2 separate regions of the Mus musculus genome follow, and region 1 is linked to region 2. Evidence: chromatin contacts called from public Hi-C data. All regions are on one chromosome and are shown on one strand. The core of a region is the stretch at or near the end of the contact, and the rest is flanking DNA. Distances in the headings are between cores, read along the strand shown. Region 1 overlaps Foxp1 (forkhead box P1). Region 2 overlaps Gm32783 (a long non-coding RNA gene).

Region 1 (6,285 bases), core at 985-3,484, 420 kb after region 2:
ACAGATCCTTCTAGTGCTGGCACGAGACTGGAAGACAGCAACGCAGGCCGAATTTTCTGGATGCTTTTGAATGTAGGTAGGAACTGGGAGTAAACACTGAGCCTGAAGAGAGGTTTACCAGGCTTGGCAAATGACACCGTGATTCACACCCACTGCTGGGCTGTCTCTAATAAGCCACAGAGGAAGCAGCCAATCTCAGCTAATTACCAGATAAAAATGTATTGTAAGGACTCTAATTAGGAGAAGCGGACGGAGGTGATCTAATGATTTAAATGGTGCATTCGACTGACCCCCGCCATGAATGTGCAGTGGTGCACAATGTCGCTGGAATATTTTGTAGAAACAGTAATTTTATTTCAGGGAGGGGAGACAGTAATATTTGTAATGATGGCTATGAGGTAAACTAATTAAAAGACAGTTCCTAGAGGAAAAGGGTGTCTGGGAACAGCTGCGGCCATTCCAAACCCAAGTGCCACGTCTCAATGGAAAAGCTTCAGTCAAGTGGAAAATTTCTGCCTGACCTCTGCCCTGGCTATTAATTTGCAGAAAAACTAATGACACATATACATATTCCCACAAAATTGTTCTAATTGCTAATTTGCCAAAGGAGCCTGGATTCTAAATTAAACATGACTGTAGCCTGTGAGGGAAGAACAAAAAAAAAAACAAAAAAAACTGGGAACTCCAAACAGGGAGCTTTGCCATCCAAGACCATCAGAAGTCCGGACCAACACGTTAATGAGACACAACCCTGGCAGCTGCTGTGCAAGTTCTTAACTTTTAACCGTCTGTCTGGCCATCACGTGTGTGCGTGCGCGTGTGTGTGTGTGCTCGAGCTTGCGTGTGTGTTTCACTCTCAAGGAGAAAAGGTTGAGTAGGGGGGCTACCAAGAAAGATTAAAAAAAAAATACTGTGTTCATATAAAGCCTGTTCTTACCAAGAAGGACTCTACCAAGAACATTGAAAACAGAATAATCATGAGCCCTACCACAAGCCTAGAAGAGCAAACTAGGGTGCTGCAGCGAATGACTCAGTCAGGAAAGAGCTTGCCTAAGGAGGAAGACCGGAGCTCTCACATCCTCAGCATTTCGGGAGTGATGGGTCCGTGCCCTATAATGCCAGCCATGGGAAGGCAAAGACAGGAGGACTCTCAGGGCTTTCTAAGCAAGATGGCCTAGCTAAACAGGCCCTCCGGGCTCAGTGAGAGATCGTGTCTCAAAAAATAAGGTGGGGAAATGATTGAAGAACACATGGGGCACTGACCTCGGATACACATGCCTGCGTGCCCGCACACGCACAGATAAAAGATCAAATCATTGGGAACAGTTTGGGGTAGGTTTCTTTTTTTCCCCTGTTACCTTGAAATATTTATCTTAATTGGAAATTATTGAATCTCTATACAGTCATCAATAAGAAAGGGAAGCCCCTCGATGGTTTATGTTTCTAAGTGTAAGTAAGGTTTTAGAAGAGCGCCCTGGGCATGGCGCAGGAAGGCATCCGACTGGGAGGGTTTCTCTCCCTAATGGAAAGCCCGTTTTTCTCATTGTGCTCATTTTCTATTTAGGAAGAGGTTGCTATGTTTAGAAAAGCTAGTAACGCAGATATTTTTCTCCATGGCAAGTTGCCACGGAGGGGATGATTTCAGCAAAGATAATCTCTTTCAAACTCTGGCCAGGAGCTAAATTCTTATGTCAGTTAAAGTTGCTGCAGGCTTTTAGACTGTAAGTAAAAATACAAACAACTGTGCTATCAAGCCTTTTCAACCTTAGTTTAGTTACTGAAGGACTTTCTTGGAAGCTTCTACCACTGAAACTATCCCAACTATCAGCAGCCCAATGTTACTTTGTTCTTTCTAAAAACAAAAATCAATCTTTAGTTCCTCCACAGCACATTTCCCTCCCGAGTAAGGACAGTGAGTCACTCACATTTTAAAAAATAATAAACAAACAAACCGCTGGTGTGAACCTCGAGACAGAAACTGACTTGCTAGGGAGTATTCCCACAAGAACTTTTTGTTTTGTTTTGTTTTTGTTTGTGCTCTTGCTTCTCATGAAAACAGATTCTGAGAACAAAAGAAAAACCTGAAACCAAAACAGCAGAGGCCAGCGGCACAGAAGGGACTGCAGGCTCGCAGAACTGGTTTCTCTGCTGTTGGCTGGATGGGCCAGAGAGGCTCAGGTCCTGCCCCCACCTGCAACGTTCAGAGACTGCAAGCTGCCTTTGTAGGCATGAATCACCAAGTTCAGACTCCAGGGACAGAGGGCAGGGCAGTGGGTGGCAGAGCAGAGGCCTTTGGAGAGGACTCTGTGCACTGACAGGGAGAGAGGCTTATTCTACAGACTCAGAGGGTGGCATTTCTGGCAGGGACAGGGACAACAAACCTGAGGTGAGGAAGGGGACTTAACAAAACCAGTCTATAAAACAGCTTTTGTGTGCTGCATGTGAGAGCTCCTCTTTATGACAGACAGGCTGCCATTACTGCTCCAAGGCTCCTGCAGCCCACACCTGATCACCCACCCCTTGAAGTTCATGGGATTTTTTTTTTTAAAAAGGGGGGTGGAGTAGAGGGAGCACTCTGTTTTGATAGGAGCTAAAAGCTATTTCAAAACAGTCCTAATTGCTAGAGTTGGAGTCTAGAAGGGAATGTACAGAGGGGAAAATCTCCAGCTGCATTTCACTCCAAAAGTGTATTATAAAGTTTTTCATAAAGCAGTCTCTTCTACCAGTGCTGTAGTTACTTGCCCACCAAATCGCAAAGAATGTGGTTTCTCCAGGCATGGGGAGTAGTTCTCACAAGTGCAGGACCCCCCCCCAGCACCCCTCCCCCCCAAAAAATGAACCTGAAGGTGCTCCCCGATTCCGAGTTATGAAGTGGAATTTCCACTGCACACTCCTAACAAACAGCATGACCAAATGTCTCTGTAAAAAGTCATCAGCCCCTTAATGAAGGCCTAGCATGTTTCCTTTGGTCGCTCTGTGTTGAGTTCTGTCCTCCCCCACCTACAGATCAATCTCAGCCAATCCTTCATGGAGTTAAGTATAGACAGTGTGCTGCTTGCCCTGGGAATGGAACTAGGTTTTGGAACAAAGGAATTGCAGGCTATTTTCTTCCCCCTTGCTGTTGCTTCGCTTTCCGTGGGAAACAGCAGAACTTTAAAATCTTAAACGACAACAAATTTGGCTTCTGTAAACACATGTCAACAACAGCCCTTTCTCTCTGGGCACTCTAGAACTTGCTAGATTCTAGCTAAGCAGGGCCTGGCTGAAATGGCAGTGGATTTCTGAGATTGATTATTCTTTCCACTCCTCTCCGCTGACCCTCACTGAACATGTCCTTCTTCCACTCCCATCCCTCGCTTTCCTTCCAGAGAGTCCAACCCAGCTTCTAGGTTTCAAATGACACGTCATTCCCCCAGGTCACATTTCCTAGTCGCATACAGCATTCTCTATACAGTAAACAGTCTGCATGTGTATGAGTATGTATGAGATACATGCATACACTTATCTGGTAGCTTATCCGCAAGACTCCCAACACCTCCCTGGCAAGTTAGGTCTTTCTCATTTGATCATGCTCGGTCTGTCATGGTGGCCAAGTAACTATCTCAGGACAGAAAGAATTGGTTTCTAAATTTAGGAGTTCCAATTCTGAGGGAAGAGGTGCAATGGCTGTCAGAAGACATGCTGCCCAAGGACCCAAGGCCTGGGATACTGTTCCCATTGGCCATATGCTTCCAGCTCATCGTGGGTTGAGCTCAAAGCCTCATCTATACCCTTGGGCACAGCCTTAAGAATGTGCACATCTTCTAACTATCCACATCTCAAGACACGGAAAATGCATCTCTGGGCTGACATAAGAACCATCTGAGAATGGATTGGCAGCTCTTGGAGGGGATGAACTGGGGGGCAGGGTGGACCACTGGATACGAGAGACTCTTGCCACCCAGATGGCACTCACTGAAGGGCCACAATTGCAGCAAAGCACTCTATCACTTAGTGACTAAGTTTTAAAATGAACACCAAGTTCCCTTTTAAAGAGGAATGGAAAAAGAGACAGCTTCATAAGCCCACTGGCAAGGACGTAACGTGGAAGTCCCCACCTATGGTGAGATGTGAAACTTGGGGACTATTTCTTTCAAACCACAGATTCTAGAATGATACTCATTCAAACGCTCACCAGCCGTTCCATTATTTAGGGAGGAATAAATTAATTACGGGCTGTAGGGAATATTTTGAATGTTAGGATCAGTCACCAGATAGCTCCCAGTCCCTACAGTTGAAAGCATCACAGGGTCTGAAATATGCATGGGCCTTTTTTTTTTCTTTTCTTTTCTTTTGGCAAGGAAGTGAAAATTTATGCAAAACATTACACGTCTATCTTTTATAATTAATTTTCCAATGCCTCACCTATACATATTTTAATAATTCCTGATTTCTAAGATGGTATCTATAATAAAATTTTCTATTTTCCAATAAATGAAAAGGAGGCAGGTTCACTCCGACAACAGAGTGTCACACAATATCTACGTGTCAGGCACCAATTTTTACTTCTTACATGTAAGTTAAAGGATAAGGAATTTATAATGCTGCCTGTGAGGAGAACCACTTTTCATACACAAATGTGATTTTTTTTCCAAAGGGTAATACAACAGTACATTTACATAAACTAATCCAAACAATCTATGTATTTGACAATGGCAAACCTCACACAGACGGCCTATTGTTGGTTTACATCTTGGAGTTCTTTATACTGGCTTGTAGCAGCGCTCTAGCTGTCAAAGGTTTGACTTAGACTCTAAATAAATGGTTATAGAAGTGCTGTGCAGCGATATTGGACTTCTTTGCAAAAGAAAACCTGCTGTGTGTGAATTCAAAAGCTATTAATTTTTCAGTCAAAAATATTCGTGCCTATTTCTTTTAATAAAGAAATACTGTGCTAAGCTACTAAGAGATAATGTTGACTAGTGGTAGAGAATTTTCAATAGAGCAGTTAAAAATAAATTTAGTAGGAGGTCCCCTCCAAAGTTATAATTTTCTAGAATGTAAAACATTTTTTTTCAATACTAATCAAGACAAACCTTCCTTCCCTGTTCATTCCCTCACCCCCGCTGCTTTTCTCTTGTTTATTGGCTACTTAGCAGGTCCACAGGGTGACAGATCATCAAGGGTCCTCTTGTGCCTGGGTGGGCTTACATAAATGGTGTTCCTAGCTAGTCCAAGGCCCATTACCCGCTGAGGATCCCAAGGGACTCTGTAGTTCCATCTTTCTATGTGGATTCCTCCTCGGCCTTGATCCCAAACAAGCCTATTACTCGAGTGTTCCATTCAATCATGACTCTATCATTGATGTCATTAATTCACGGAGGAAGATAGGAACAACCTCATGCTCTCCCTGATGCTAGGTGTGAGTGAAGATGCAGGCAGCCTCTTCCTCCTAGGGGGAGCACTTCACTAAAGCCCTGGAGGACTTCCAGAGAGGTCCAAGACAATCACTCCCCTTTGCCAATGGTCATGACTCTTTTAGAAGTCAGGCAAATCATTTCAGGGCAGCACTCGGGGCAGCTTGCTCAGCTGGGTCCATGTCTTCCCAGCGCTCTTCTGAAAAGAAGGGACAGGTGGGAACAGCTCCTAATGCTTTGCCCCATGCCCCGACCCCTGCTTCCTCTTTTGGTAGCTTAGTCATCTGGTCCTGCAGCCATTTACTGTGGAATACATGGTAGCTAAGATTCTTCCCCAGTAAAAATGGACGCATGGAGTGTTTAATGATTTTATGTCCTGTATCTCAGTAATGTGTTCTGCTTCAGACATTAATTCTGTCTGCCAACTGCATCTTGGCAGGCTACCATATTTACTGGGTTAATAGTCTGACTCCGTTTTATTTCTATCACCATGCATCATACATATAGGGGTGTGTGTTTGCTTTATTTATAGAAAAAAAAATCAGTCAAAACAGATAAACCAATACTTTGCCATTATGCTGCATCATTGCATGTTGATTAAAATTGCTGCTACTAACTATAGATTGTCAACGCTCAATTAATTTTCACACAGGAACTCCCTGCAAAATCAAATAAAGTCAGCGTACCTTTAAATTTTACAAATCTTAAAATCAGGAACCAAGGCATGGCCTCCGTTTTAAATAATCAGCTAAAGCTACTAGGAGATGTTCAGCAATGTACATGAGTGATACCAGCGTTGATGTCAGCTCATGGTGAAGAATGGAGCCCGAGGCAGGAGTTTTGCAAAGGAGACTCCTCAAAACATCATGTCTGTGTTGCCCCAGGTCTC
Region 2 (7,182 bases), core at 3,297-5,796:
TGTGAGAAATTACGTGGGGGAGGGGGGAAGCAAAAAAAGCAGTTTGCAAATAGCTTTCAAATCCAGAGTGCTCTCCTGAGGATAGGATCCTAATAGGATAGAGATGAGGCTAAGTTGCTGGATGCTGCTGCCCATTACTCTTTTGTTCCCACTCCAGGAAAACATGCACAGATCTCCTAAGGAGGCTTCTGGGCACGTGTTTTTGCTTACTGCCTAATGTGGTTCTAATAACACAAACATTCCAGCGAAGCAATGACGACACAGCGAGAGCTACAGATATTAGAGGCCCACGCAATGGAAGCGTTTGGGGGAAAGAACAGCGAATGCGTCTCTGACATTTTCTTGTTACTGTCTTGGTATGACTCCTCCTGGCCTGCATTAACAGAAGAAGAAACACAGACCGAGCAAAAGTGAACGAGAGGGATTTGAGGACAGCATTCCTCGGAATACCCCAAAGTATCCTTGCTTCGGAGGCGGTTCTGCCTTTCTAAATGCATGTGTGTGGATCAATTACAGGTTTTTTGGAGTTCTTTTTTCACTGTTTGATTCATTGTGCATTCTCAGACATGGACCAAGTATGTGCTCCTTGGGTAAGAAAAAGAACCCTAAACTTATTACGGTACATCTTACACTTTAAATTAAATTTAAATTCAGAAGAATTATTACTGAAGGAGGTTGTGTGTTGGCTCATCCAGACATCAATTCTAATGTCAATGGAGTGTCTTAGACTCTGAGTATTAGGTGAAGATGGACCATATTTAAACCTTGAGCCAACAGCTTCCATGTTCCCTGGATCACCTACAGGCATATGGCTTAGGTGGGAGAGTCCAGGCTTGGAGTGTTCTCATGGTGCTTAGCACACGCTTCTTGCCATAGCCTCTTTATTTGAAACATGGGAAGGTGCTGGCCCTAAAAGGCCTTACTTCACCATCTATATAACATTTTTGCCCATAGTTGGAGTTTCCCTTGAGGTGATCATCCATATGGAAGAGAGTTCAGTGTAGAGCATCCCACAATGGGATGACATCTACATCAAACTTGACAGCATGGCAGAGTAGAGTCCAAACTTCTAGTTGCTTCACAGAAAAAAAAAAAAAAGATGACAAAGGAAGAATAGAACAAAAGAAAGGAGAAAGGAAAGAGGGAGGAGGAAGGAGGTTAAGAGAGGATGAGGAAGGAGAAATGAGGACAGGAGGAAGAGGTAGAAGGAGGAAGAAAGACAGAAAGGGAAGTACATAGAAGAGAAAGGAAGAAGGAAAGAAAGGAGGAATGGAGGAAGGGAGGAAAGAAATGAAGGAAGTAAGGGATGGAGGTAGGAAGAGAAAAAAAGAAGAAAAAGGAAAGGGCAGGAGAGAGCTAGGGAGGGGAGAAGGACAGAGAGAAGGGAAAGAATTTCTCATTTCCCAATTCCACCCTGAATTAAGGTTACTCACACTTGTGATCAAACTCTCTACGGAACACAGAGTCTATCACAACATTCCCTCTCAGGGCACATTCCTCCTGCTTTGGGGTTAGTGCTTTTAAAAGCTGTTACCTTTTTCCTACCCTGAACATACACACACACACACACACACACACACACACACACACACACACACACACACACATCTTTCTGCTCTGAAATACCCAAGCTTGTCTTTGCATATGAATATCCCCTGCTCAGAGGCTTCTATTCTCAAAGACTCAGATAATACTCAAGTATCCCTCAGCATTCCTGAGCAGGGTGCCTGGGGCTGTGAAGATTTCAGTTTAGTTTGCCTGTGTCGTTATTACCTGTTTGCCTGTATTCCCTTGGCCTGGTGCAATGGCAGTCGCCATGGTGAGTTAGGGACATCAGCTGCTTCATGCTAAGCTCCTCGGTGCACCTGCCTACCTAAAGAAGAAAGCTACGGTGATGCATACGTAATTCTGAGTGTTCCCAGAAAGAGACGTGAGCAGAGCTGTTGGAGTTTCTCTAGATTTCCAAGCTGCTCAGTCACAAGCAGGTGAGTCTTGTACGCCATCATATGTTTAAGAGCTGTGTCTGTCATCATGCATTCAGTTCCAGTGGACTATCAATGTCCTGGGTGTGACATGATTATACAAGAGTCTTTAACTCACTAATCAATCACAGAAAATACACTTGACCAATAGACACATTTCTCATTTGTTAAGTATTTGAATATTTTGAATAATATTTGGCCCAGCATTGCCAACTATGGAGAGATAGTGAGCTATACTTTGGTTCCCTGGAACTAAGTACACATTGAAAAGCTGTGTGATCCTGGCTGGTTCAGTTAACCTCTCTGAGGCTCTACTTTCTTGTGTGTGAAATAAGAGATGACAATACAACCAAGGCATACACTATAATGAGAATACAAGGAGTTTCAGAAACACAGCGTGCATGAGAGTGAGGTCCTCCCTGCCCCTGGAAGGATGGGCAATTAGGATCCTCTCAGGTCAGTGCAAGCATACAGCATCCCCTTCACTACAACAACGGGGAAACAATACATTTTAGGATGATCATATAGTCTTCCCTACTTCTTCAACAATGGGACCGAAGGATGAAGTGACATGGCTTGAATGTTTGTCACATTCCACTGGAAGAGAAAAGAATCACAGAATTAACTAACCCGTGTGCTGCCAATAGAGCACCGATTACTGTTTGTCAAGAGTGTGGCTTTGGATCATTTCATTTGCAGATTCGTTCTGTATATGCTTTTCTTCCGTCAAACCAAAATAAGGGAAGAAAGACTAATGATTAAAATACAGGACTACAGAGTGATATTTAGATTACTGTGGTATCTGACTTTCATACAGTTCAACTGAAAATGTTTCCCCTGCATGGAAAAAAAGTAATGACTTAATAGGGACTGTAAAAAAAAAATCATTGAAAACTGAATTAAATCTCAGATTATTTGTCTTCTCGCTGAATTCAGGGTGTTTTTTTTTTAAGGCCTTTAATTAAAACCCTAAATTTGGTTTTCTCTTCCATCTTAAATAAGATTTTTTTTTTCTACTCTAAGAGTAAAATCATCTTTTTTATTAATGGATTGTTGAGACATTTCCACCATTCGTCCAACAGCTGAATAATAGGAAGAGGGATGTCACTGAACGTGTGCTGCTGGGATATCAACAAGTCCTGGGGCTGGGATGCTGAAAGAATCCCCACATCCATTTGACTGACCTCTGTGGCCAGCCTGCACAGAGCATCTCCATGGGCAGTTGTCTGTGACCACAGATGGATGCAGTGCAGAGACACAGTCCACACCAGCCTGCGGGAAGGTGGTTTATAGGAACACATTGTAGCAGGGAAGTCAAGCCGGGCTCTTCTAATGCAGCCAAATCAAAAAGCACTATAAATCTCCCTGGGAAACAAGTTTATAAACTCAAGTTATGTTTAAATAAACACTTGAAGTTGAAATGCTGGACAGAACCCCAGAATATGTCCAGTTTTTTTATTTTTATTTTTATTTTTTTTAACTCATCCTTTTCTTTTCTGGTGCTGCATTTAATTCTATGACAATTAACAGATTTCCCCCAATTTTCTTGAAACATAATGACAAAATTTCACAAAACGTGAACAGAACTCCCCGGGGTTTTTTTTTTTTTTAAACAACTAAGACGGCATTATTCCGACTAACTTCTAGTTTAGTATTTAAGTCTGCCATGCTTTGTGCCTGGCTTGCGTGGCTGTGGGTGTGGGTGTGTACACACGTGTGTGTATCGAGAATTTCTTGAAATATAGTGCAAAATCATTTGCAGACTCTTTATAGATCTCCTTTGGTTAAAATAATTTTTCCTGACTAAACTCTATTAATATTTAATCTGCTCCACATGCATGTGTGTCTGGTTCTCTTATTGACAAGGCTCATAAATTAGGGGCTGGTTCAGGGGAAAAAAAGAAAAAAAAAAAAAAGACTCACTACTTTGAGACCGTCCACAAGGCGGCAGTAGAGCATCACTTCCCCCCAGATGCCATGAATCTCTCCGAGTTCCTTTTCTAAACATTTGGATGCCATATCTGCCCGAATACTAGTAAAACCTACTCTGGCTTCAAATTTCTGTTTTGCCATTCAAATAGTTTTTATTAGTAAATGTAAGCTAGTCGCAATGGAACCGTTAATTAGTTTTTCCCTGCTCACAGAAGGAGGAACCTTTAAAGTTTGGGTGTCATGTATTGCTGTTTGTGCAGTGCCCCTTTCTTCTCCTCAGCCTTACCCTGGATCCTTAGGAAATTTTGATGAGATCCTGTTATCTGACCATGAAACTTCGATTCACACACACAACACACACACACACACACACACACACACACACACACTTCCTAGTTCTAAAGGTGTTATCCTGTGATTTTTTTTTCCCTCCTCGGCTCCCAGATAAAATGTAGCATTGGATGTTACTATTTGCTTAGCAGATGTGGCGACAGACTGTGGCTCCACTGGACACCGTACTTGAATAGTATGTCTTCATGGGTCAGAAAGAAATGTCACGAAGAGAACTGAGAGCTGCAGCAGAAGTTTGCAGGTAGATTTCCACCCACCAAGGGGCCCTCCACCTGCCTGGGCAGTGCACCCCTAACATGGTGTACACCTGAGTTTGTACTATGACCTCCTGTGTCAGACTACCCAAGTGTGCATCTGAATGCACGCCTCATACATGACAAAGAGATGGGAGGCCATAGAGCGCGGGCTGACCTTGGATCTTTCAACGACTTTCTGCTGCCAGTATCGTGGTGGCCCTGAGGACGAGACTGCCAGACTCTGATCTGACATAATATGTCATCCTGTCAAATGCACGCCATTCCTGGAATGAAACATAGGTATGGATACATGCATGGTAGAGAGACAGAGAGAAGACGGTTAGCAAAACAAATTCAAAATGCTATTCCGTAGAGCAGATCTGAGCCACAGTGTCTGCTGTCTGCTTTCTCAGGAAAACTGCAGGGAACATGGCTGGACCAAAAATGTCAGAATGGATTGGAGTGTTTTGCCAGTGGAGGCACAGCATATTTGCTTGTACACATGAGTACACATGTGCTTGCCACATCAAAGCAAATTATTTATGAAGTATCATCTGGCAAGACGCAAGGATCAGTGATAACGGCACACACATGCACACACGTGCACAGACGTCTCATTGTGCTGGGTAAAAATACCCAAAGCCTAACGCCTTCAGGACTGAAGATTGTTTTGCAGGCAATAAAAGACATTAAAGTTCTGAGTGATTTTAACAGTCAGAGGAACAGTGTCCTCCTTAAAATGTTCTAAATGGAAACATATATCATCTCTGCAGCACTTAATTTTTAAAGATGTATGTACCAGGAACTGCGCTAGGGAGGGAGGTGGGACATCTTTATTCCATCTCACAGTTCACACGCAGTGTTAGAGTCATGTAAAGACACGGGCTTTTTTGTGTGACCGAGAGCAGTGCTCACTGAAAGAACTTCACCACTGAATGCGACGTCAAGTGTAATGACACGATGCTTTTCCTTTAAGAAGAGCGCATTGATTTTAGACGCGCTGAAACTTCGGAGTTTCCGAAGTGTGTTTGGGTTAAGGTTATGTCGTCCTTGACAGCATTCAAAGAAAGGTTTGAATTGTTGAATAACCACCTTTCACCCATCCCTAATTGTAATTTAAATGACAATATGCTCTCAATCAATAGCTCTTTGTCACACTTTGAAGATCAAGGGATGAGATTTCACCCCGTGAGTTTACCAGGCAGAAAAAAAACCTTCTTGTTCATAACCCTAAAGAAGCATCAACTTTGGTACCTGCTTCCCTTCGCATCGCTTAGATGCAAGTCTAAAAGAAAACGATCCAAACTCTTTATTTTTCCCATTTTGCTCCCAGCCAGATATCATAATAAAAATATTGCCAATTAAAAAGACTGAATTATCTTCATGTTTAATGTCACCAGATTACCCTCAGCCATTGTAATGTAATAGCCAGTCTTCTCAACATTTGCTGTATCGGGGGCAATGTAGCAAGAGTTCTCGTGATTGCTTTTGGCTTGGTTTGGTTTTTATTTTTTGCTTTTTGGTTTTTGTTTTTATTATTTCTCCATGTCAGTCTTTGAGAGGGAAGCCCTGGATTCTGACATCAAGTTTACTATATGGACGCATGCTTGTCATGGAACTGGGGGGGGGGGGTCTCTTCCCTGGACTACTTTTCTACAAGCATCTTATGGCAATGGTAATAATGACACTTGTTACGTGATGCGTGCGTGTGATTTACTGAGCTAATCTTTATTTCCACAGAGCAAATGGAGCTCAGAGAGGGTGTGTCCGTCTCTCTTGTCTCAGTGCTAGAGAACAGAGCTTGGGTGGAGGGGATTCCGAGACTTCTCAGCATTCAACACACCTCGCCTTCTGACTGAATGGGACTGTCTCTTTTTCCCCAAGTCCCCTCCAGAAATTGTAATTCTGTCATTGTATCTTCATGCATGTTCTACGATAACACGAAACTGCATTCATCTCAGAGAACAGGCTTCGCACATATAAGCAGACACTTGGACCCTTTTTAATCTGTTCCTTATGAAGAAGTCATTCCCCCACTGCCGAGCACATGCGTAGTTTTGTTAGTTCATTTTAAGGATAATAGATTGACCTGGCTGGCCAAGCCGAGTTCTATTCAGGTAAAGGAGAAGTCACCTACGACAGAGCTCACAGTTAGTTTTGAGTACCCAGACTGCTAGGGCGGGAGATGAGCTTGAGTCTGACACAGACTTGTGGAGAGTCTCCAGGATGTGTTGTTTTGCTACCAGTAGCCAAAGCTAATGATGATAATGAAGCCTGGTAAAGCTAATGATAATCAAAGAGGCTGCTTGTGTGTTAATATTTGTGTCTTACTGGGCAAGAGACAGGGTTAGCCATTAATGTCTAGATGGGTTTTCTCCAGCTCATCCAGGGTGTCTGGCATTGATTCTAAAATATGAATTATTGGGAAATTTTACATGAAAATTTTGCTAAGCTTGCAAACAGAAATCCTTTGGAAACGTAGAGATTCTGGAAACAGTGTTTCCCAGAAGTTGGCTAGAGTATGTCACAGATGTCTTCTTTTGAAGACCAGGTTCAACTCCATATAACCACAATCTACATGCCAAATTCACGCTTAGACCAAAAAGCTTCCCCCGGAGAGAATCAGAATGGATTTGTGTTGTTGTGTGTGTGTGTGTGTTTTTTTTTTAATGTGTAGTGTT

The links. Hi-C and Micro-C count contacts between places; a contact is called where the count stands out from the background.
Region 1: a Hi-C map of the AML12 cell line shows a contact between it and region 2, with 3 times the contacts expected there. The contact joins two enhancer-like sites. A contact is called at or near these places in 2 of 15 datasets of contacts at CTCF or cohesin (CD8 T cells and pro-B cells), 40 of 484 Hi-C or Micro-C datasets (3T3-L1-derived adipocytes, the AML12 cell line, the Ba/F3 cell line and 27 more) and 7 of 115 datasets of contacts at active chromatin or transcription factors (T-cell acute lymphoblastic leukemia, a beta-TC-6 cell line, differentiating embryonic stem cells and 4 more).

The regions. Positions count from the first base shown.
Region 1 is chr6:98,947,872-98,954,156 of GRCm38.p6, forward strand. All of the region lies in intron 12 of Foxp1 (forkhead box P1), which reads right to left. Among named protein-coding and RNA genes, the nearest start is that of Gm38865, 180 kb to the right of the region's middle. Within about 2 kb of position 2,235, at least 140 of the 459 cell types and tissues checked have an H3K27ac peak or open chromatin away from gene starts, as enhancers often do. A contact at or near this core is called in the AML12 cell line, where this site is marked.
Region 2 is chr6:98,521,520-98,528,701 of GRCm38.p6, forward strand. Gm32783 (a long non-coding RNA gene) reads left to right here. Exons shown (of 3, transcript XR_377905.2): 3 at 158-422. Among named protein-coding and RNA genes, the nearest start is that of Gm32783, 7.5 kb to the left of the region's middle. Within about 2 kb of position 4,547, at least 7 of the 459 cell types and tissues checked have an H3K27ac peak or open chromatin away from gene starts, as enhancers often do. A contact at or near this core is called in the AML12 cell line, where this site is marked.